Regions from separate parts of the Zea mays genome. Here regions 2 and 3 are each linked to region 1. A link is a contact called in public Hi-C data. All regions are on one chromosome and are shown on one strand. Each heading gives the region's core, a stretch centred on a gene start, on an enhancer-like site or on the middle of the called end of the contact. The rest is flanking DNA. Distances are from core to core; before and after follow the strand shown.

Region 1 (2,700 bases), core at 162-2,661:
CACCTCAACGGGGAGTAGGTTTGCAAGAACCGAACCTCAGTAAAAACAAATCATTGTGTCATCCGTTCTTATTCGCTTGTGATTTGTTTTCGCCCTCTCTTTCGGACTCGATTATATTTCTAACGCTAACCCCGGCTTGTAGTTGTGCTTAAATTTATAGATTTCAGATTTGCCTATTCACCCCCTTCTAGGCGACTTTCAATTGCGTGGGGTAAGTTTTCGAATCATCGCATTAAATGCGCATGTCTCCACGATTCCCGTGATCTTGGACTGATGCTGGGCTTGGGTTGTCCTCCTGTCTGAGACGGGCTCGGACGAGGCAGAAACCGCCATTCCATGAAGAGAGGATCTCGGGCGAGACGAGGATTTCTCCGAGTGCTGCCCTTGCTCGAGGACAGGCTCGGGTGAGGCGGAGTTTTGAACTACCGTCGAGCGAGGTCTTAGGCGAATCGTGATTCGTCCTTTCTTGACCTTGGAAATGTCTTATGATTTTTTCGATAGTTAGGTGTTAAACATGTTTAGAGGTATAATCTGAGTACCTCTAATTATAATACTTGATATATATATACATATATACATAAACATGTATTAAATATTGTATGAATCTATTAAAACGTTAAAACAGATGGATTAGACGGAAGGAGTACAAGATCTTGCTCTTCGTCGTCCGTTTGTCACTGACCGCCTATGCTGACCATACGTGATTATGACACGTGTGTTGTTTGCCGCTGACGTCCTGTTTTGTTTTTCAATATGCTGACCATACGTGATTGTGACACGTGTGCTACTACGTCGTGTTGAATTATGACACGGGTGCTACTACAAACGAGACATCGTGCTACCCTTAAAGCAATCGTAGGAGACGACTTATGCCAAGTGATGGTAAAGCAATAATGTATGACTTTCGATCCATATTCTATACATGATCTACACATAAATTAAAAATTACATAAACAGCGTAAATAGACAACCGTTTGTTATTTATATTATTTGTACGTGTTTTTAATACACATATAAAGAATAATTATCTATGGAATATATATACAACCTTAATTAATATAAGATTTTTTGACAAAACACCACAGATTTAATATAGGATTTCTTGACATGACTTTATTTAGAGGTTAATTATCAAAACAAAGTAGACAGTTTTTTTATAAAGAGTCCGTCTTTAAACGATTATTCATATATATTGTCTATTCATTACAATTATGATCTAGAGACCTAGACTTATATTATATGCTGTTTCTTGTACTTAGAAGAAAATCGATACCTTGTCTTACATGCCCTGCTAGGTAACCAATGCTATGTCACGTGCTGCTTGATTTCTTGTGCTTTGATTGATTAGGGAACGAAACAAACATATAGACGGCTATATGTATAGGCTGGTGGAGTAGGAGTGATATATAGTACTCCCTCTGTTTCTTTTTATTAGTCGCTAGATAGTACAAAATTGCACTATCCAGCGACTAATAAAAAGAAACGGAGGGAGTAATTAATTAGCACAAGCAACAGAAATAAACAAAACATGTCGCTGTCACCTGCTCCGATGCCTTTGATTGCAGTGGGTGGTGTGGATCATCAGAAGCGCATCCAAGGTCAGGTCAGGTGTGTGGGGGCATGGCATGGCAGGTATGGAGGAGTTGCTGACGCTGCTGTTCAACGCGCTGCTGCTGGTGTTCGTGGTGAAGCTCTTGCTGGCCTTGTTCCACACCAAGATCATCGTCATCCTCCTCTACATCCTCGTCCTCCTCTTCGCCATGCTCCTCTCCGGCAGATTCCCCGGTTGATATTATCTACTCATACTCCCCCATCTGAGTTGTTCTCGCTTGTAGCCCTGCCCTGTATCACGTCTACTATTAAAGTAACCTCCATTCACAAATACTATCATATACACAGATTGTCTTCGATTGATTGATCTGTTGGATTGGATTGGATCTGAAAGGAGCCGGAAATGGGGAAAAATGAGGAGTAAGAAGAGAAAAGGGAGCGCCGCCGCGAGGGAAAGGGCCAAGGAAAGGGAAGGCTCTTCTTTTGCCCTCCCAGCGAAACCAAGCCCCGTTCTGGAAGGGAGGCGGAGACCTTTCGTTGCACAGCACAGCACAGCCACCGTGTAACTGCCGGAACACGGATGGGGATCCGCCGTTGCATTCTCTCTTCTCCACACCATAAGCAGGACACCGATGCTATTTCCACTACACCATAAGCAGTGATGGTATCATAGTTTCTCATTCAGCCGCACCCCTTTCACTCTACTGGTTATCTTTTTTTCCTCCTATAAGCCGCGATGTTAATGTTGTGAGGTAATGAGAATCAGAATCAAACATGCAGCTATAAACGGTAAAAGGAGAGAAATCATAATCAAAGCATGGCCAATTCCCACTAGTCCTTAGGCATACATAATGCATAGCCATAAACTGAACTAGTTTTTTTTCCCTGGCATCCACAGCTTTATTTAGCAACAATTAAAATCTCTAAACTAAGATTTGCTTAAGAAAAGCAGCCATACTCAAAAAGCTTAACAAAAGACAGTATGCCATTATTTTTTCACATCTTCATGTACAAAAGCTTGTATCATCCATTAGTTAAGTTTACCATGTGTTTAGAATATAGGCTGCATTGCTGCAATATTAAGAGAGAGAGAGAGAAGGCGACGATGTACCTTAATGAGTTGGGTAAAGCTATTAAGTGATTCATATG
Region 2 (2,700 bases), core at 88-2,587, 310 kb before region 1:
GACAGGCTTTCTATTTTACTTATGTTTCGATGATGATTGAGCTTGCGTTTTGATGATGTCCCATGGCACCCCTCGTGGCTCCAAAGAGCAGCAGGACATGGCAGCCCCGCCGGACGGTGTCCATCCGGGGAATTTGCATGGCAAGGATTTGCCTCCCCTGTGCTGGCTGCCCCATGGTTCCCCTGGCCGGGCTGCCAAAGGAGGCCTTAGGGTGTGTAGGATTCAGTTCAAAGTCCAAAAATAGAAGCCCAAATTTTTATTTTTTTGCCTCAATGTCATTCAGCTTTTTTATGTAGAAAAAGGTGATGCTAACAGAAGCAGCACACAGGCAAAAACAGCTCTACAACATATGCAATGGAAGAAGTGTCCGTGATGCAAAAGAAGCTCCTTTAATAGCAGACAAAGGTTACAAGAGAAAACTAAAGAAGTTTTTTTGGTTGGTTGGTTGTTGTTGTTGTTGTTGTTGCATAAGAGGTATGCATTCTTATAGTTGAATTTGCGCAGGCAGGCCTTCACTATGATGACAAAATGGCCAACACAAACAAGCCGATGGAAACATATACGAAGTTGAGAAGGGTCACAACATTCGGTATTTACTATGCAAATACAGTTGACACGCTCTCGCATACGTTTGTTTTGCTCATGACCCGAACAAATTAAGATGTGTGCATAACTTAGGACTGGAGATCCGAACAAATTAAGGTGTCGGGTAGCCAAACAGGAATTTGGAAGAACGGCTAGAATCCGGAATGCAACATTGTAGGATGGCTGTCAGATGCATACTGTATGTGCAACATTTGGTTACAACGTGGAGCCGCACGTGGTTGAGATGAAGCAACGTCACGTACCCCCACACCACATATATCGCAGAAGTAGGTAATCAAACATAAATTCGCAGTACAGCACGCAATACTGACCCGGATGGCACGCAATCCGGGGCAAACTGAACGGGGTGGGGTCATGTAGAGAGAGAAAATAAGAGGGAGGGGGGAAGAATTCGTTTTGAGCAGAGGCCAGAAGGAAAGATATATTTTTTTTTTTGGTCGAGCGCTGACCTCGCAGAGCAAGATCGGGAGGGGAGGGGAGGGAGGGATTCCTTACCAGGGAGAGGAAGAGAAAAGGCGAGGTGAACCCAAGTTCAAATCGAGGACGGATGGCGCCCTCTGGATCTCCAGTCAACGCCACACGGCACCGCGGCGCCACTCCTAGTCCTTAGGCCTAGTCCTAGAAGGTGGGGGGAGGAAGGAGGGCGGAGGAGGACAACTCCATGCCCGTGTCCATGGAGAGTGGGTGGGTGGGTGGGGGAATGGGGATCGGCTGGGTTGCCGCCCGGCCCGGTGGGTAGGAGAGGAAGGAGGGTCCAAGCCAACAAGAAGAATCGAAAGTCAGCCAACCTACTTGTTTCGCAAGTTTGTCTGCCATCCGTGGTCCGTGGAGTCAGTCAAAGGCAAACGCTACTATTTGATATTTTAATATAAACATATATCTATACTACTTATTAAGAAGCTAAAGCTAGTCTGCCGTTCTGCCGTTCTGCGATCTCAACCATTCGTTCTACCATTCTATAATTTCAGCCGTCCAATCTACGTTTTAGTCGAGCTTCCCAATCCCGCAGAGGCGTACACCGTTCGTCTGGAAACCGTCGCCCCCGCCGACCTCCCCTCTCCTCCCCCGATTCCGGCTATCGCGCCCCGAAACCCTCTCCGAAACCGTCGCCCCCGACCTCCCCTCTCCTCCCCCGATTCCGGCTGCCCGCGAACTCCGCCCCCTGCTGCCCCTACCCGATTATGCCGTCGTAAACGCCGATCCCACCCGCATACGCTGCTCCCCGCCTCGAGGCTCGTCGGAATGGACGCTGGATGTCGCGGCCGCAACCCACCGCCGCGCAGGGAGGCTGCGACCACACTAAAATGGAGCACACGGAGGCTCCGCCCCCCGCAACCCAGAGGATGCACGAGGTTCAGGTCGGTGCTCCCCTCTGTTGCTCCCCCTTCTTCCTCGCCTCGCCTCCCCTCTCCTCTCCTTCATAACCGCGGATTCCATACCTTAAGGCCTGCGGGAGTCGAGGACGTTCACTCGCCGCCGCCATTAGGCATCCCGTCGTGCTCGCCGCTGGTCCACCACCAGCCCCTGCTCAGCGCGCCGCAGGTCAACAGCAGCCCCGCGTACAACGCCTCCTCGTGCGAGCTCGTCTATGGCTGGTGCCCGGTTACCCCCTCAGCGACGTCGTGGCGGCCCTGGCCCCGCCCCCTTAGCTCGGCTCGCCCAATGCGGCAACGCCCAGTTCCTCCCCTCCGCACGTGCCGCCGCCAATGCCAAGGTACATTTCCTTCCCGACCTGTATTACAACCAAACTCATGGAGATGCATAGCAGGTACATATCACAAACATCTGGTGTGCACATGCGTACCCTATAGATCCATACACCCATACCATCACTAACACTATATGCCTGTATGTCGTAGAGTGGTGAAGCCTGTGGATGGTGAAGTCTATGGACGCCTAACACTATGTGGCGACGGCGGTGCGACTTTCTTCTCCTCGATCGACAGGCTCGGGTTTGGTAGGTGACGCGGTGCCATCGGAGTTCAGGTGAGGGCCTCCGCCAAAACTCTACCTCTCCTAACCGTGCTCGCTTCAGACCTGCGCTCTCTCCCTATCCAGGGCATGTTGTCGCTACCAGAGGTGGAGCGAGTGCCC
Region 3 (2,700 bases), core at 78-2,577, 410 kb before region 1:
CTGGCGCCCGACATGCCGTACACGGTGGTGAGGTACACCAGCAGGTTGGCCGTGGTGCCGATGGTGCCCAGCTTCTCGCACGTCTCGTTCCCTGCAGCGCGCGTCGTCATCGTCATGCATGCATGCACATGAAGAAGCCATGATCGATCGATATGATGCTCGATCGGTTAGCGATTGCACAGGACGTCAGGACGTCGTTCGTTCGTGGATCTTTAACTTTTGGGAGCTCGATGAACGCAACTCAACAAGCAGCCTTGCTGGGTGCCACGCAGGCACGCAATTATTGGATTCGCTTTTTTGTACTGGGTGAGTCGTGACTCGTGAGTGCACGCAGCCACACACCGACAGACACACGCACTGCACGGGCGTGGCTGTGCATGGCAAGCCACCCGTACGTGGTCTCCATGGATAGGAGGACCACAGTCAGGACCATCCCCCGTTGTCTCACCAACACCCAATATATATGTAACAAGTGTACATATAGTCTTCAAATTTAGCAACAAGAGCATGTTTAAGTGTAGAATTAGCTAATACTCCGGTTAGCTATTTTTTGCTAGTAGAATTAGCTGGCTAACTATTAGTTGATTTTAGCAGGCCGGGTTGAACCAGCTAACAAACTAATGAGTACTTGGTAGTGTAGCTAATTTCAGCTAGATTGAACGAGCTAATGAACTAATGTGTATTTGATAGTGCAGCAAATACCCTCTCGGTACTTTTTTTTATTTGTCACATGTTTAATTCAAAAATAAACTGGCGGACAACGAATATCCGAGAACGGATGTAGTAGTTAGCTAAAAACAACTAATAGTTAAACTATTAGCCGTGGTGTTATATCTAGCTAATTTTATATAACTATTTGGCTCTAATACGTACACGCATCTAATAAACAGGGCCTTAGCAAAACTCACACTCACCTATGACGTAGGGCATGGCCTTCCATCCACGGTAGTTCTGCTCTGGCAGCTCGCCGCCGCCGCCGGCGTCGTCTGAGAGCTGCTCCTCCACCATCTTCTTCGTGGTGGTGGTCATGGTGTCGTCCACGGCGGCGTACGGCGGCTTGTCGTCCACCTGCCGCTTATGGTCGGCCGCTCCTTCCATATTGATTCTATATATATATGATGATGGTTCGAGAAGAAAGAGGAGAAGAAGAGGAGGAGCGAGCTAGGAGGAGCGAGCCACATACCGGGTCGGCCGTATAAATAAGCGACGAGGATGGATGGGTCTGGCGTGCTCTATCTACAGGAGACTCCATATCTACACAGTGTTATACACATCCGCATACACGGTGTTGATGGAGTTAAGGGCGGAAGCCAGATTGGCTCTCTTGCATAGACAGCAGGGTAAAATAAAATTTTGTTAACATATATCTTAAATTTATTATGTATTTCCTTTAAAATTGTATAATATCCTTTATGTTTGATAGAGTGTGCTATTTTTCAGATGGCTTCGCCCGTGGATGGAGTTGGCCTGATCGAGTAGCTAGCTGCTCCATCCGCAAGCTGCTTGCTGCGATTGCATGGCCATCACTGTCGAGCAGTATATATCGCGCAGCACCGCCCGCTCGTCGGCTACCAAGCGTACACACACAACGTGCGCCGTAGATAGTCGACAGTTGATGTGACATACAACTTGTACTAGCTACTAGATACAAATCTCCTATTACATTACATTAGAACCAGCTAGTAGCTCTTAATGCATGCATGTGTTAGTGTTATTATTATATATATAAGGCCTCGTTTAGTAGAGCTTTCTATGATTCTCTGGCTCCAAAAACTAATTTTTCAATAAAGTGATTTCAAATGTTTCTTAAGTAGAAATAAATCTATTTGACAAAAATCGTTGGCAAATTGTGCGTGAAGTGATTCTCGAGGGGTTGAAATGTGGGAAGCAGGTTCGGAGCAGTGGGAAGCGGGTTTTTTTTGCTCTCACTCTCTAGTATAAAATGGAGACTAGATTGACTTCACTCACACCATGGAGCAACTCAATTCTTAGCCGTTTAGCTTCCTAAAAGTGATTGTCGCTGGAGCAGAGCCGTGTGAGATCTGCCAAACGCCCCCTAATACTACTACTCACTACCGGAATTCGGCTCTTTGCCGAGTGCCAAATGTTTTGCCGGGTGTATTTTTTCCGGGCACTCGGCAAAAAGCTCTTTGTCGAGTGCCAAACAAAAAAACTCTCGGTAAAAGAAAATACTCGGCAAAGAATATTTTTGTCGAGTGTTATATTTTTGACACTCGGTAAAGAACCTCTTTGTCGGCAAAGAGCTTCTTTACCGAGTGTTTTTTTGAACACTAGGCAAAGACAATTTAAAAATCATATTTTAAAGCAGTAAATCAATTTAAATGAAAACTATGTTTGAATTTAAAAATTAAAATTTTCAAACTACCTCGGATGGAAAACCCACCAAAATAAAAATTTGTTGGTCTTGAAATGTATTGAAACTTTGTAATTGATAATTTTTTTGATTTGAATTCATCTTATCATGAAAAAATTCGTGTGATGTTTTCAAATTTGAAATTCAAATTTTGTAAACGACCTCGGATGTAGAAACTATCAAAATAGAACTTGTATATCTTAAAAAGTTATGCAACTTTATAGTTGGTCATATTTTCAAATGAATTCATTTAGTACCTCAAATAATCAAATTACTCTCGATTTATTATATTACATGTGGAATGAAAACATAATATAGACATAATT

Evidence for each region. A called contact is a pair of places that touch in the nucleus more often than the background predicts.
Region 2: a Hi-C map of ear shows a contact between it and region 1, with 5 times the contacts expected there. The contact joins the promoter of LOC100272697 here to the promoter of LOC103641061 in region 1. A contact is called at or near these places in 6 of 25 Hi-C or Micro-C datasets (ear, leaf, leaf mesophyll and 2 more).
Region 3: a Hi-C map of ear shows a contact between it and region 1, with 2.9 times the contacts expected there. The contact joins the promoter of LOC100281425 here to the promoter of LOC103641061 in region 1. A contact is called at or near these places in 2 of 25 Hi-C or Micro-C datasets (ear and tassel).

Annotation. Positions count from the first base shown.
Region 1 is chr1:184,898,947-184,901,646 of Zm-B73-REFERENCE-NAM-5.0, forward strand. LOC103641061 reads left to right here and starts at 1,412. Exons shown (of 2, transcript XM_008664460.4): 1 at 1,412-1,785; 2 at 1,900-2,700. The coding sequence starts at 1,626. The coding sequence ends at 2,117.
Region 2 is chr1:184,589,656-184,592,355 of Zm-B73-REFERENCE-NAM-5.0, forward strand. It overlaps LOC100272697, which reads right to left and starts at 1,338. Exons shown (of 3, transcript NM_001352564.1): 1 at 1,102-1,338.
Region 3 is chr1:184,485,139-184,487,838 of Zm-B73-REFERENCE-NAM-5.0, forward strand. It overlaps LOC100281425, which reads right to left and starts at 1,328. Exons shown (of 3, transcript NM_001154343.2): 1 at 1,184-1,328; 2 at 915-1,105; 3 at 1-91. The coding sequence starts at 1,098.